2 separate regions of the Mus musculus genome follow, and region 2 is linked to region 1. A link is a contact called in public Hi-C data. All regions are on one chromosome and are shown on one strand. The core of a region is the stretch at or near the end of the contact, and the rest is flanking DNA. Distances in the headings are between cores, read along the strand shown. Region 1 holds the start of Klf8 (Kruppel-like factor 8). Region 2 holds the start of Nbdy (negative regulator of P-body association).

What was found. Hi-C and Micro-C count contacts between places; a contact is called where the count stands out from the background.
Region 2: a contact with region 1 is called in a Hi-C map of bone marrow-derived macrophages, with 4 times the contacts expected there. The contact joins the promoter of Nbdy here to the promoter of Klf8 in region 1. A contact is called at or near these places in 1 of 39 promoter capture datasets (the C10 cell line), 1 of 15 datasets of contacts at CTCF or cohesin (large pre-B cells), 38 of 484 Hi-C or Micro-C datasets (the 4T1 cell line, the AML12 cell line, the AtT-20 cell line and 23 more), 13 of 115 datasets of contacts at active chromatin or transcription factors (the NIH/3T3 cell line, cardiomyocytes, embryonic forebrain and 6 more) and 2 of 9 other capture datasets (macrophages and pancreatic islet).

Annotation. Positions count from the first base shown.
Region 1 is chrX:153,356,641-153,362,482 of GRCm38.p6, forward strand. Klf8 (Kruppel-like factor 8) reads left to right here and starts at 2,973. Exons shown (of 8, transcript NM_001357183.1): 1 at 2,973-3,069; 2 at 3,202-3,324; 3 at 3,656-3,843.
Region 2 is chrX:153,721,392-153,727,233 of GRCm38.p6, forward strand. Nbdy (negative regulator of P-body association) reads left to right here and starts at 2,163. Exons shown (of 4, transcript NM_027327.1): 1 at 2,163-2,546; 2 at 4,314-4,450. The coding sequence starts at 4,442.

The sequences.
Region 1 (5,842 bases), core at 1,723-4,222:
CTTGTGAGACCCAGGTGTCTGCAGGCTTCTTGGCTATAGTCCTTAAGTCCAGTATGTAATTTAACCCTCTTCCTTATACATGTACAGGAGAGCTCAAGATGCCCAGTTCCCCTTTTGCTTCAGGTGAAAAGGGAGAAGTTGAAGATACTGCGGGTTGCTATTTGATTTATTTCTTAAGCCCCTTAAGAGAAGGGGAGCCCGTGGTGCTTCCTAAAACGAAGAACCCTAGTTAATTCTTGATGTTTGCTCTCTCACAACATTCCATCTGACACAAAGGGTACACCTAGCCTAGATAAAAGTGTATTGTTGCTCAGTGTGTTTCATCGACTAAATGGATGGAAAAAGGGACAGGAAAGATACTTGAGTGTATGTATCCAAGGTTTAATAATTTACTTTGTTTTTTCCCAAAATCAGAATTTGCCCATCCAGTACAGTTTTCTATACAAATGCAGTTGAGGCAGACAAAATCTGGGATGTAAAATAAATTAGGTCTCCAGAAAAACTTTTAGCGAGAGTATAAATTGTTTGGCTATCTTCAGGTGGATTGACACATCTTCTTGAACCTGCATAGATTAAACAAAGAATTTACCATGACAAAAGGGTACGCCCAGCTTAGATAAAGAGTTCTAGTGGCTATTAATGGCAGTATTACAGAAGTCTACCCATCTTTGTTTTTCACATCACAAAAGTGTATTTGTCTTGAACATAAACAGTTTTACATCCTTGAATCTAAAACTTTCTGTCATTACTGAAGATAGCCTTGGGCTAGTGAAATATCCTTTTCTTAAAAGCAATATTTATTAGATTTTATATATTAAGAACATAAGGATACAAGGTATAATGTGACCCTTTTTAAAAACGAATATATAGAGTTGTACATTATGTGGCTCCCTCTTAATAAGTCTTACCTTGTAATTGCAGCAGGTGTGTACGCAGTGGTAGAAATATGGTATAGAGAGATAGTGAGGCATTTGTAAAAACCCCTATAACAGGGGCATTCTTTTACGTAGCAAGTATACATATCTGCTGTTTAATCTTTGTCCCTTGATTTCTATGTATGAAAACGATAGCGCTGGTACCTACCTATACCACTGTCAGAACGATTCAGTGAGGCTCAGAACAGAGTTCAGCACTTAGTTACTGCTCTGTAACGATGAATGATAATAATACTCAGCATCTACATTGCAGACCTACTGACACCTGATACCTAACCAGGACTTTATAGTTTAATAATGAGAAGCAGTTATAACAACACATAGGTACCTGGAGGTGCTGAAGCAAATGGTCAGTTCTTCCAAACGTAATGAAATTAGGAGAGGGGGTGACCTTTACTTGGTCCTTTTAAAAAGGTGAACAGAGTTTAGGCCACGTCAACAAAAAAGGTAAGGTGTCTCGTGGCCTAGAGATTAATTGAGAAAATCCTGGTCTTATCAGAAATTTGGAGTCCAGTAGAGCAGCAAAACCCCTGCTGCTTGAGATAAAGGTAGGGTCCAGATCATCACAACAGGTTAAAGGACTTGAACATTTGCATAGTTGGTGAACTACTAGTAGAGAACTGACTGGGGAGGGAAGGAAAAGGAGATTTTTAAAACATATCTGAGCAGAAATAGCAATTAAGCAAATGGACAAACATGCTGGGCACATACTGAGCTGTGACCCTCAGGTTTGTTGTTTGGTTTTTTTTTTTTTACTCTTTTTCTTTTGAGGCTGGGTGTGACATTGCATTCCTGTAAACTCAGAACCAAGGAGGCTGAGGCAGGTGAGTGGTGAGTTTGAGGACAGTCTAAGCTGCATTAGCCTGAGCTCTATCATAAGATTACCTCCTATTTCAAACAAACAAAAAAACAACAAGAAGAAACATAAGCTGGGGATCCAACTGAGTGATAGAATGCTTGCTTAGAATACACTAGGCCCCGAATTCAATCTACATTACTCCCTGATGGGACATAAAAATATAGTGCTACCTGCTGTCTAGGGTTGTTATGAGGAATAAAGGAAAATTGAGGACTATAATGGTACCTGGCCTAGTGAACTGCCCATATGAGGTGCTGAAGACATGGAACCTATTATTTCTTTTGCTTGGCTGCTCCTTCTGTTCCTCCGCTTTGTTTCTCCTCTCTCTCTCTCTCTCTCTCTCTCTCTCTCTCAGAATTGTGGTAGGGAAGAGGCACTGGAAGGAGGCTGTGGTTGTCTGTGACTTCCTGGGTTTCCATTAAAATGAACTAGAGACAGACTTTAAGGCAAGGACAAGGAAATGCTGGAAAGATGGTGGCTTCTATTCTACGGACCCAGTTCTTCGGGGATGTTAGCCAATGCTTAGCTGAGAGGCGGTCTCAGGGGGTTGAGAACTCTATTCTTAGAGAGCTGGGAGACTCAGAAAGCCTTCCTGTTGCCAATCCGTGATCATTTCATCTTTACCTAGTTTCCTCTCACCTCCTATTGCTAGAAAATTCACCCAGCTCTTCTTTCCTCTTAAGCTTCATCCCTAAAAAGACACTGTGACCCCTCTGTCTTTGCTAGTGTCACATGTTGCCATGGAGAACTGGGAGGGTTAAAAAAATCCATTTACTGTTACCATCTTACTGGCACTCCCCATTCTGCTTCCCTTTCTCCCTAGAAATCTCTTACTCCCAATCACCACACCCTTCCCAACCTCCCTTGGAGTGCTTAAGTCTGGGTGGATAGTTGACCAAGTAGTGTGCCTGAAAACCCCTGCTGGGGACTAAGGATGCACCGAAAAGGCTTTCAGTCATACCTGCAGCTGCAGGAGGCCAACTGAGACGGCCGCCAGGGGCGAGACTGGCTCCTGGCTCCTAGGGCCCGCCCCACCCCCTCCTCTGTCCCTCCGCCTCTTCTGCCCCACCCATCTCTACCCCCTCCTACTCCACTCCCCTCTAGCGGCCACTTGTCCCTTTTAAGGAACTCCACCCTAGGTGGAGTCCTCATAGTCGCACCTCTCTTCTGGGCCTAGTCTGACACAGAAAGAGCTATGTACTCCATCTGCTCAGATTGCCTGGGGAGAGCACCAGGCTTTGACCCGCGGGTGCGGTATACCAGTGGGGCGGCCAGGTACCACCGAGAAGTCTCTCAGGCGCGGTCCTGCGGGAGTGCCTCCCACTCGCGTTGGAGTCCCTGCCCTGGGCCGGTGTTTTCCTATATGTTTCGACCAATCGTTGGCGTCTTTTCCTCCTTTCTTTTTAGGAAGGCGCCGGGTGTGCAGCACTAACCGCTGCGAGGAGGGGATCCTCTGGCGCTGTCTCCTTGTGGGTCTTCACTGACTCCCCCTCTCTCTCTCTCAACTTTGCGTTCAAGTCGTGATCTAAGGTTTGGGTGCTTTGCTGGGACCCCGCCCGTGCTCTCTAGGCGAGGGTTTGAGGAGTTCTGAGGTGGGTGGAGAATGGGCTTGGCCGGAACTGAATCGGTTGAGGTAAAAGGGGAACGCAGGAGCTTCAGCGCTGGCCACTTCGCCCCGGAGAAGCCGCTGTATTTTTAGCACAGGGAAGGCTGCAGTGGGAGGATTCTTTTTAGGAAGTCGGCTCCACCGCCCCGATTCGGGGCTTGGATGCTTGAAAGCTTTGTTTCCCTTGTTCTGAGGGTGGCCCAGCTGGGTCTAAATCGACTCCCTCCCTTTTTCGTTTTCCCTATCCTTTTCCAGCCTGGAGAAAACAGGGAGGTGGGGGACCAAGGAAGAGAAGGCTAAAGCGTGTTACCAGGCGCGCTGTCAGACATGGGCGGGTGCAAGGGGAACAGCTGCCTTGAGATCAGCTCTGGAGTATGAGTCTCTGAGAGGACTGCGTGAGCTCCGGACACTTCAGGAGTCGGCAGCGGCTGGAGGCATAGGCGGTAAGTGACTTGGGAAAGGACCACTCTTTCAGTCTTCAGTCAGGGTTCTAATCCCCGCACCCCGCGTGCCAACCGCACACACCCACTTGGCTTTGGGTTTTAGCAGTGAAGTGGGATGGGGGAGACGAGTAAGCGGAAGGGGGTAAGAACATTATGTGGAATCAAATTCAACTCAATGGAAAAAGACTTCCCTTAAGGATCGCGGAGACTAAGAGGAAGGGTACTTCAGGGGGGGCTTGTGGAAGAATTGAAAAGGGACACGAATGGATAGGTATGTCTAGTTCAGTCTGTCCTGTCTAGGTGCTCTCAACCCTCCTTAAGTGGTACGGTTTGTTTTAACCCTGTACATGCAAAGTCTCTGTGCGAGAGAAGAGGATTTGGAGGAGCACTGAACCCACTTACGTCACCCCCTCCCTTCCCCCAAGCAGTAGCAGGTACCTAGAGATGCTTCTAAAACGAGGGAGGAGGGGAAGGGAAGAGTTAAGTTGGGAGCCTGCCCTCTAGGTACTGATAGCAGATCCCTTCTGTGGAGGAGCTGCTTAGGACATGCCCCTCTTTAAGGGGGGGGGTCGTCCCCTTGGTTGGGGGAGGAAGCCAAAGCATAGCCCTGTCTAGGCTCTTAAGGATGTGGCCAAGGGGTTAGCTCCTGTAGGTGGAAGATCAGCCAGAATTGCTGTGACTACTGGAGCAAAGGGACTTGCTTAGCCACAAAGTGAAGCTTTTTGTACTTTTTTTGACCCTAAGAATTTTGTAGAAACTAAACCATGTCGTAACAGGTGGCCAGGGGAACAGTACCTTATTTTCTCTATATTGTAATTGCGGGAAAAATTTATAAAGTACTTGTATGTCATTTAGCATAATAGTGATGGAGAAAAGAGAAAAAGAGACTCATCTCTAGACTTGGATTTAACCTGAAGATGGTTTGTGATAATAAAAAGATCTACTTTGAAACCCTTCTACCAGCATGAACTAGTTATATGACCATGCACCGTGCTTTTCTCCTCTGAGGGATGCATATTAAAATTCTTATTCAGAAGGTATATATGATACAGGCTGCTCCAACTCGCCGTTCTTCATGTTTTCTTACTCTGGGGTTTTCTCTGGCTCACTGCTGATAGACTTCGTACTTCATTGTCCTTAAAGCACATTTCAGATGAAGGGGAAAGAAGGCCTGTGCAGTTTGAATCGCTTGCTCAAAGACAGGCTAGAATATATGCCTTATTTGTTTGTGATTTAACATTGTTCTCCCTGGCTGCAAGAGAAAAGGCCACTAATCTGTCTATCTTCTGATTCTTTGGTTGGTTTAACCACGATGATGTAACCAGCAAGACCTTTGAACAGCAAACCAGTGGCTCACAAGTGACTTCGTCCTCTTCTTCAAAGTCTGGGGGGAACCCTTATGAGAGAGACCATCCTTGGAAACTGTTGGTGAGACAGGCTAGGCACAGTGCCTTTAGGTTAGCTTAGAGGACAGATAGGCAAAGGATGCAGGAAGGGTGGAAATCCAACTTCAAATGTGTAAGTGATAAATATAACTACCCAGCCTGTCCTCAAGACCAAATTGCATAAAAGCTCTGCGCTCATAGAAAGAACCCTCTTGCTTTCAGAGCATACAGGATAAAAAAAAATTGGTGGGAAAAAATGTTCAGGGCAGCCACCCTCATTTTTGTAGTGTGTGTATTTCAGAGATGAGGCTCTTAGTGGTTCCTGCTGGTTGCTTTTTTGTTTTGTTTTGTTTTGTTTTGTTTTTGAAATTTCCAGGGTATGAAGCCTAGCTATTATTAGTCTTCAGGGTGCCTGTTTCTCATGTGAAGGAGGTGGGTCTTGACGACTCATCCGTTTCGACTCTGCCAGGGGCTTATTAATGTTTGTTACATTTAGATGTTTTCTTTATTCTCATATTTTATTATTATTATTTACGTGTTTTTTTGTACGCATATAAAGTAAATGCTGCATGTGTGAAGAAGCTAGAATTATGGGTAATTGTGAGCTGCCCAAC
Region 2 (5,842 bases), core at 913-3,412, 360 kb after region 1:
CTCCTTGGGCCAAGCATATACAAACCACCACTGTCTGAAAAAAAAGGCAAAACTCAAAACAAATCTAGTCATGTTATAAATAGTACAGAGTGACTATAGCAGTCTAAGTTGAAACTGTGTCACATCAAGACAAACTTATCATACATCAAACCTTCCTGATATTGCTAGAAATTTTAATTCTTGTCATTTTATCATTCATCTCTCTAAACTTGCTAAAACTATAGCAATGAAACAATTGGACCTCAATCTTTGCTCTGATTGATATATGTGGTCTTGCATATTTTTAGTTGGAACGTGCATGAAAAGATCACAAGGCTAATTATTTTGAGAACTGATATGGTCTTTAATTTGAACAATATAACAGCTGCAGTGTTCATTGGAGTGAAGGACTAACATTCGATGAGATGCAACCGTAGAAGATAAGGCATAGATTAATTATTTTCACTAAGGATGATCAGCTACCCAGAAAGGCATTTGGCAATATTTTGTGGTATTTTTGGTTATTATAACTGAGGTGCAAGAAGTACTACTGGTAGAGTCACAGCTTAGAATATTATTAAACACCCTACAGTGTACTGACAGGTCACCATCTCTCTCTCTCTCTCTCTCTCTCTCTCACACACACACACACACACACACACACACACACACACACACAACATCTACTTTCAGAGGTCATCAGCATAAGTTTTAGAAATTCTAGGCTACAGCCTTCTGATTTTTTTGCTTACTTTTCCTTTAACTTTGTCACAGCTTTTCTTCCATCTGCCATGACCTACCAGAATTCCATTTGTACTCAGTTCTATTTCTGTCTCTATTTTTTTCTTGGCATAGTACCCACACCCATAACTTCAACTATTACTCCTAGGATGTTGACTGCTATCATGTTTAAGTACAAATGTTCTTCTGGTTCTAAAGCATTCTCTCTAATATTCCTCACTGTTTTTTTCCCTTAGGATTTTCTGGTTCTAGTAGTAGCAGTTGATACCCTGATCTGTAAGGACTTAACTGGGGGCACATATTACATATTGGAGTTAGGAAAGGCAAAAATAGAAGTGATGTTATTAGATTTTAATTTTTTTTTAGTAAAAAAAAAACCCGTAGGGCTGTTGAATCTTACCAAATATCTATTGGTACCTTATTTATGTAAGAGACTGTGCTGGGTGCTTGGGGGGAAGGCAGCCATCTTAAAGGTGTGAGATAGCTATGGCAGTAACTGGTTTGAACGGATTATCCTTAATGTGGTATCATTTTGCACATAAATTATCATAGGTGGAAACCCAAATTCCAATAATTCAATTAATAAAATACAACAGAGCTTGGAGGCGGTTCGGAGTTTGTGTGACATTATAGATTGAGATTTCTCCATTATAAACCAATGAGGGTGGTAGTGGAAAAGTGGGGTTTCATTTATGCACAGGCAAGTGGCAGAGACATTAAGGTTATGGAGCGATGCCTGTCAAAGAAATTCAGAAGCTTTTTCTCTGTTTTGTGAACCTTCTGGTAACTGTTTCTGGTTCCTTACCATATAACATAGAATATAACATACCACAATAGTAAGATGAGTCATTGTTTTCCATAACCCTAAAAAAGAAATAAAATCTTGCCGATTAAACATGGAGTGTCACCCGTTGTCTGTTTTCAAAGAGATCTTGGCTGTTGGAATGAGAAAAAAAAATACAGTGAATTTTCAAAGATGACAAAATTTTAAAATTATAAAGTAAACAGAGGTCTTGGTTTATGATGAATTTATTGTGCGTCCATTTTCCACAACCGGTTTTCAATTTTAACACTGTAATCAATAAGTCAACGTGTTTGTACACAGCTTCCTAGATGGTTGTACCCCTTTCATGGCTCTGTGATGTGCTGTGCGTAAGGGACTGCAGTGTAAAACGCTTGATTTCTTTGGTTACAGCACTCCCGCGACCATGCCACACACTCATTGATTAACACCTGCCCCGTTGGCAAGTTACAGCAAATTAGTATTTTTTTAAATTAAATTGTACAAAACTCTCCATACAACTAATTAAACTGTGAGAGAGATGTGCTGTGGAAAAGCACTTTATTAAATGCGCTCCTTTTTTTTTTTTTTTCTCTTTGCATTCCATTCTCGTAGAAAGGTTAAAGTGGGCTGGGGAACGGAGCGCTGAGGAGGCGGAGAAGGGATATACGTCTCAGGATACAGGAAATACGGTAACAGCGAAACCAGGAGGAAGCCAGCCCCGTGCCTGGAGGGGATCCGCCATCTCAGATCTCGGCCTTGCCAGGGCCCACCAGAGAAAACTAACGCTCTGGTCCTGTCATACCTATGGGGGACCAACCTTGTGCCTCCGGGAGATCCACGCTCCCACCAGGAAATACGCGGGAACCCAAGCCTCCAAAAAAGCGCTGTGTCCTGGCTCCGCGGTGGGATTATCCCGAAGGGACTCCCAGTGGAGGTAGTAGCACTCTCCCCTCGGCGCCTCCTCCTGCATCTGCTGGACTCAAGTCGCACCCTCCTCCTCCGGAGAAGTAGTGAAATAGATTTTTTTCCCAGCCGAAATCAGGTCAGATTCTTTCGTTCTCATCTGGGACATCCAGGCTCTCTGAAACTTAATTATGCCTTTCCCCAGCTCTTCCCTGTTTTCCTGTTCTTTCCACAAATTCAAAGAGAAAAGAAACAAGTACAGGCATTGAAAAGTCTTTCTTTTTTTAAAAAAAAAGTATGCTTGGATGAAATAGGTATTTGATTGCGGTGAGTAATTAAGATATTTTACATGAGTTAATTGTAATTTTAAAAACTGCAGTGTTTTGATTTTCATGACAGGCCAAGGTATAGTGAGATACTAACACAATGTTCCCTGGCTAATAAATTAAAACTGGGTGGGGATTTACTATACTCTTCTGTTTTTGTGTATATATTGAAATTTTTTCCATTTAAAAATGCTTAGCCCAAGACCAAGTGTAAGGATGTACTAAAGGCCTAATGCCTGTGCCCAGAGGAGATTGTAAAGTGAGCTTTGAGAACTGGGTTTTTTTTTTTTCTGTGTAAGATGGTATTTAGTAAGTGAAAACAAGTTATAATATGATGGTCAAACCCAAGTACCATAAAAATGTGCTTGTTCAAGGTATTCAGGAATCATGGAGGATGGAGATGGCTCTTGATGGAGCCTGTTAGTCTTCAAGAGCCATCAAAGAGGAGGGGGGAATTTGTGGGTGGGCCTTAAAGGGTGAGTGACATCTACCATATGGGTTAGGATGCTTTTTAGGCCTAGTGTTTCTACAATGAAAGCCAGAGGGCAAGATTGTTCTGGGGCAGCGTGGCTGTAATTCTAAGTCTGTGAGAGAAGTGTGATACAGGGCTGTAGGCCTTGAGTGTTTTGCTAAGGAGTACGCAGTTTATTCTGGATGAACGAGTAGCATTGGAAATTTCCAAATAAGGACTATTTGTGTTTTAAGACTCTAACTCTTATTTTCACAGAACTAATAGCTCATTTGAATGAGGCTTATGTTAAAAAGAAAACAAATGAACAAGTTTGACTCAGGCTCACAGTTCTTCTTCATCTTCAATCTTTATGGAGCCCTTGCTGTGGTTAGGCCTTGAACAGGGAGGTGTGGGGGACAGATGACCAAAACTTAGCAGGAGTAAAATAGATATTTGAGCTAATCAATGAATATTATTGAGTGAACATTCTGGGTATCAGGTTTGTTGCTAAAGCATAAAAAAAATGGAGTCTCATTTCACCTAAAAGCAGTTGATTGTCATTCCAATAGGCCGGTCCTTCCCTCTTTTTTTTTTTTTTTTTTTTAAACCTCTATTCAGAGTGAAAATGGTAATTTAACAGGCAATAGGGAAAGAAATGCTCACCTAGGAAACAAAGGGGGCTATTCAGGGCAAGAAGTGTTTAAGAGCTGCGTAATTTTCCCCAGTGATTTAAAGCATACATAATTGTAATGGCGGATACTTGTTGAATTTGTGTGGTTGGTGTGTGTGTGCCATCTTTTTCTAAAGGATTTCGAATGCTTGCGTTTAATCACAACTCCACTAAAGGATGTTTGTATAGGCCTATAAGTTGCCACAAGTTGTGAGACACTTAAATGGCCTTGTTGAGATTTGCTTAAGAAAGAAAATGCAAGCATTGGTTCCAGAATTGATGCTGTGAGCTGCTGTACAGAACATACCCCCTAATTCTGTGGACCCAGTTATTGAATAGGAATGCACCATTGAATTGGGAGCTGAAAGGAACATAAGGAACTGAAAAGGCCAGAAGAAAATGAGACAGACTATAGTGACAGAAGAAGAAAGGACTTCACCTTCTTTTACTGTTTTCCAGTTTGTGAGGGACTGCAGTATGGCTTCATTTCCTTGGTGCGTTTGTAAAATAGTTCACCCATTGAAGACCATGAAGGTTCTTTCCAATGCTGCCCTGCTTTTGCTGGTGTCTTGCTCCTGGAAGTTGTGATGCTAAAGGTAATTTTTTTTTTTTAAATAAAAATGCACGAGAAGGAGGAAGAAGGAGTTGATAATGGCATGTTCAAAAATAATCAGACAAATCCCCAAATGCTAGCAGTAATGATAAATTGAAACATTTTCTATAGTTAATGAAACGATATGCACTAAAAATCACCATGTAAATCTGTAAAGCAGTTTAGGGACTGTACTGCTGACCCATTACTTTAGTTTCTGCTCTTACTGGAAAGTGAGTCTTTTTAACCCCATTTTCTAATTGTTGCTAGTTAAGGGGAAAATAATGAGTACTTTTATACCAATTTCATAACAGGTATCCTTTCTGAATTATTTTATTTTTTTCTAGTAATAAGGTGCTTTTTAATTATATTGTAATGGCTCTGACTTCTTTTCTAATGTGTATTTTTTTAGTTTGTCCAAGAAAATTAGTTGGTTTTTTATTTTTATTTTTGTTTTTTGTTTTTTAAGACAGGGTTTCTCTATGTAGCCCTGGCTGTCCTAGAACTCACTCTATAGACCAGGCTGGCCTCGAACTCAGACATTGACTGCCTCTGCTTCCTGAGTGCTGGGATTAAAGCCTAGATTAAATGCTAGAAATTACTGTGTATTCCTAGTTTGCTGAGGGGATTTATTGTGAATGAGTATGGAATTTTCTGTTTTGTTTTCTCAAAATAATTTGTCTGTATCTAGTGCATAAGTATATTTTCCTCATTCCTATGACAATGTGATGATAAATTACAATAATTTTTAACAAATTTCCTTATTTTGATTTTTAACGAGGCTTCCACATTCTTTGGGGGCTGAGGGACAGTGCAAAACTTGGTCTTTAGGACTCATGCACTTTCTGTCTTTTGTTTGGTTGGGGTTTTTGTTGTTGATCAGCCCAAGTGATCAGCCTTCCCCAGCACTGTGATGAGAAGCCTGGAAGCAATGTCCAGCTTTTATTTAGGTGCTAGAGACAGAACTTAGGTCTATGGGCTTGCATAGCAAGCAGTTTACTTTTTGCTTACTGAGCCATCTCTCCAGCCCTGTTTTCTCTCTTAGGCATTTATCTGTATTTAATTTCCTTCTAGTTTCCTCTTGTTTGTTCTTTTTCTAATTTAGTGAATTGGGCTCTTGCTGATTAATATTTCTTTTCTAAAATGAAAAGTTAAAACTACAAATTATTCTCTACAGTTGGTAAGAATTTCACAGGTTTGTATATATTATTTTGTTATTATATTCCAATAATTACTGTTTTATACTGTGTCTAATGATTTTTTAAATTTGGACATCTCATATGTATGGAAGTTTTGTCTGCACGTATGTATGTACCATGTGTATGCCTGGTACCTATGGATGTCAGAAGAGAGCATCAGATTCCCTGGAACTGCCGTTACAGATGGCTGTGAGTTG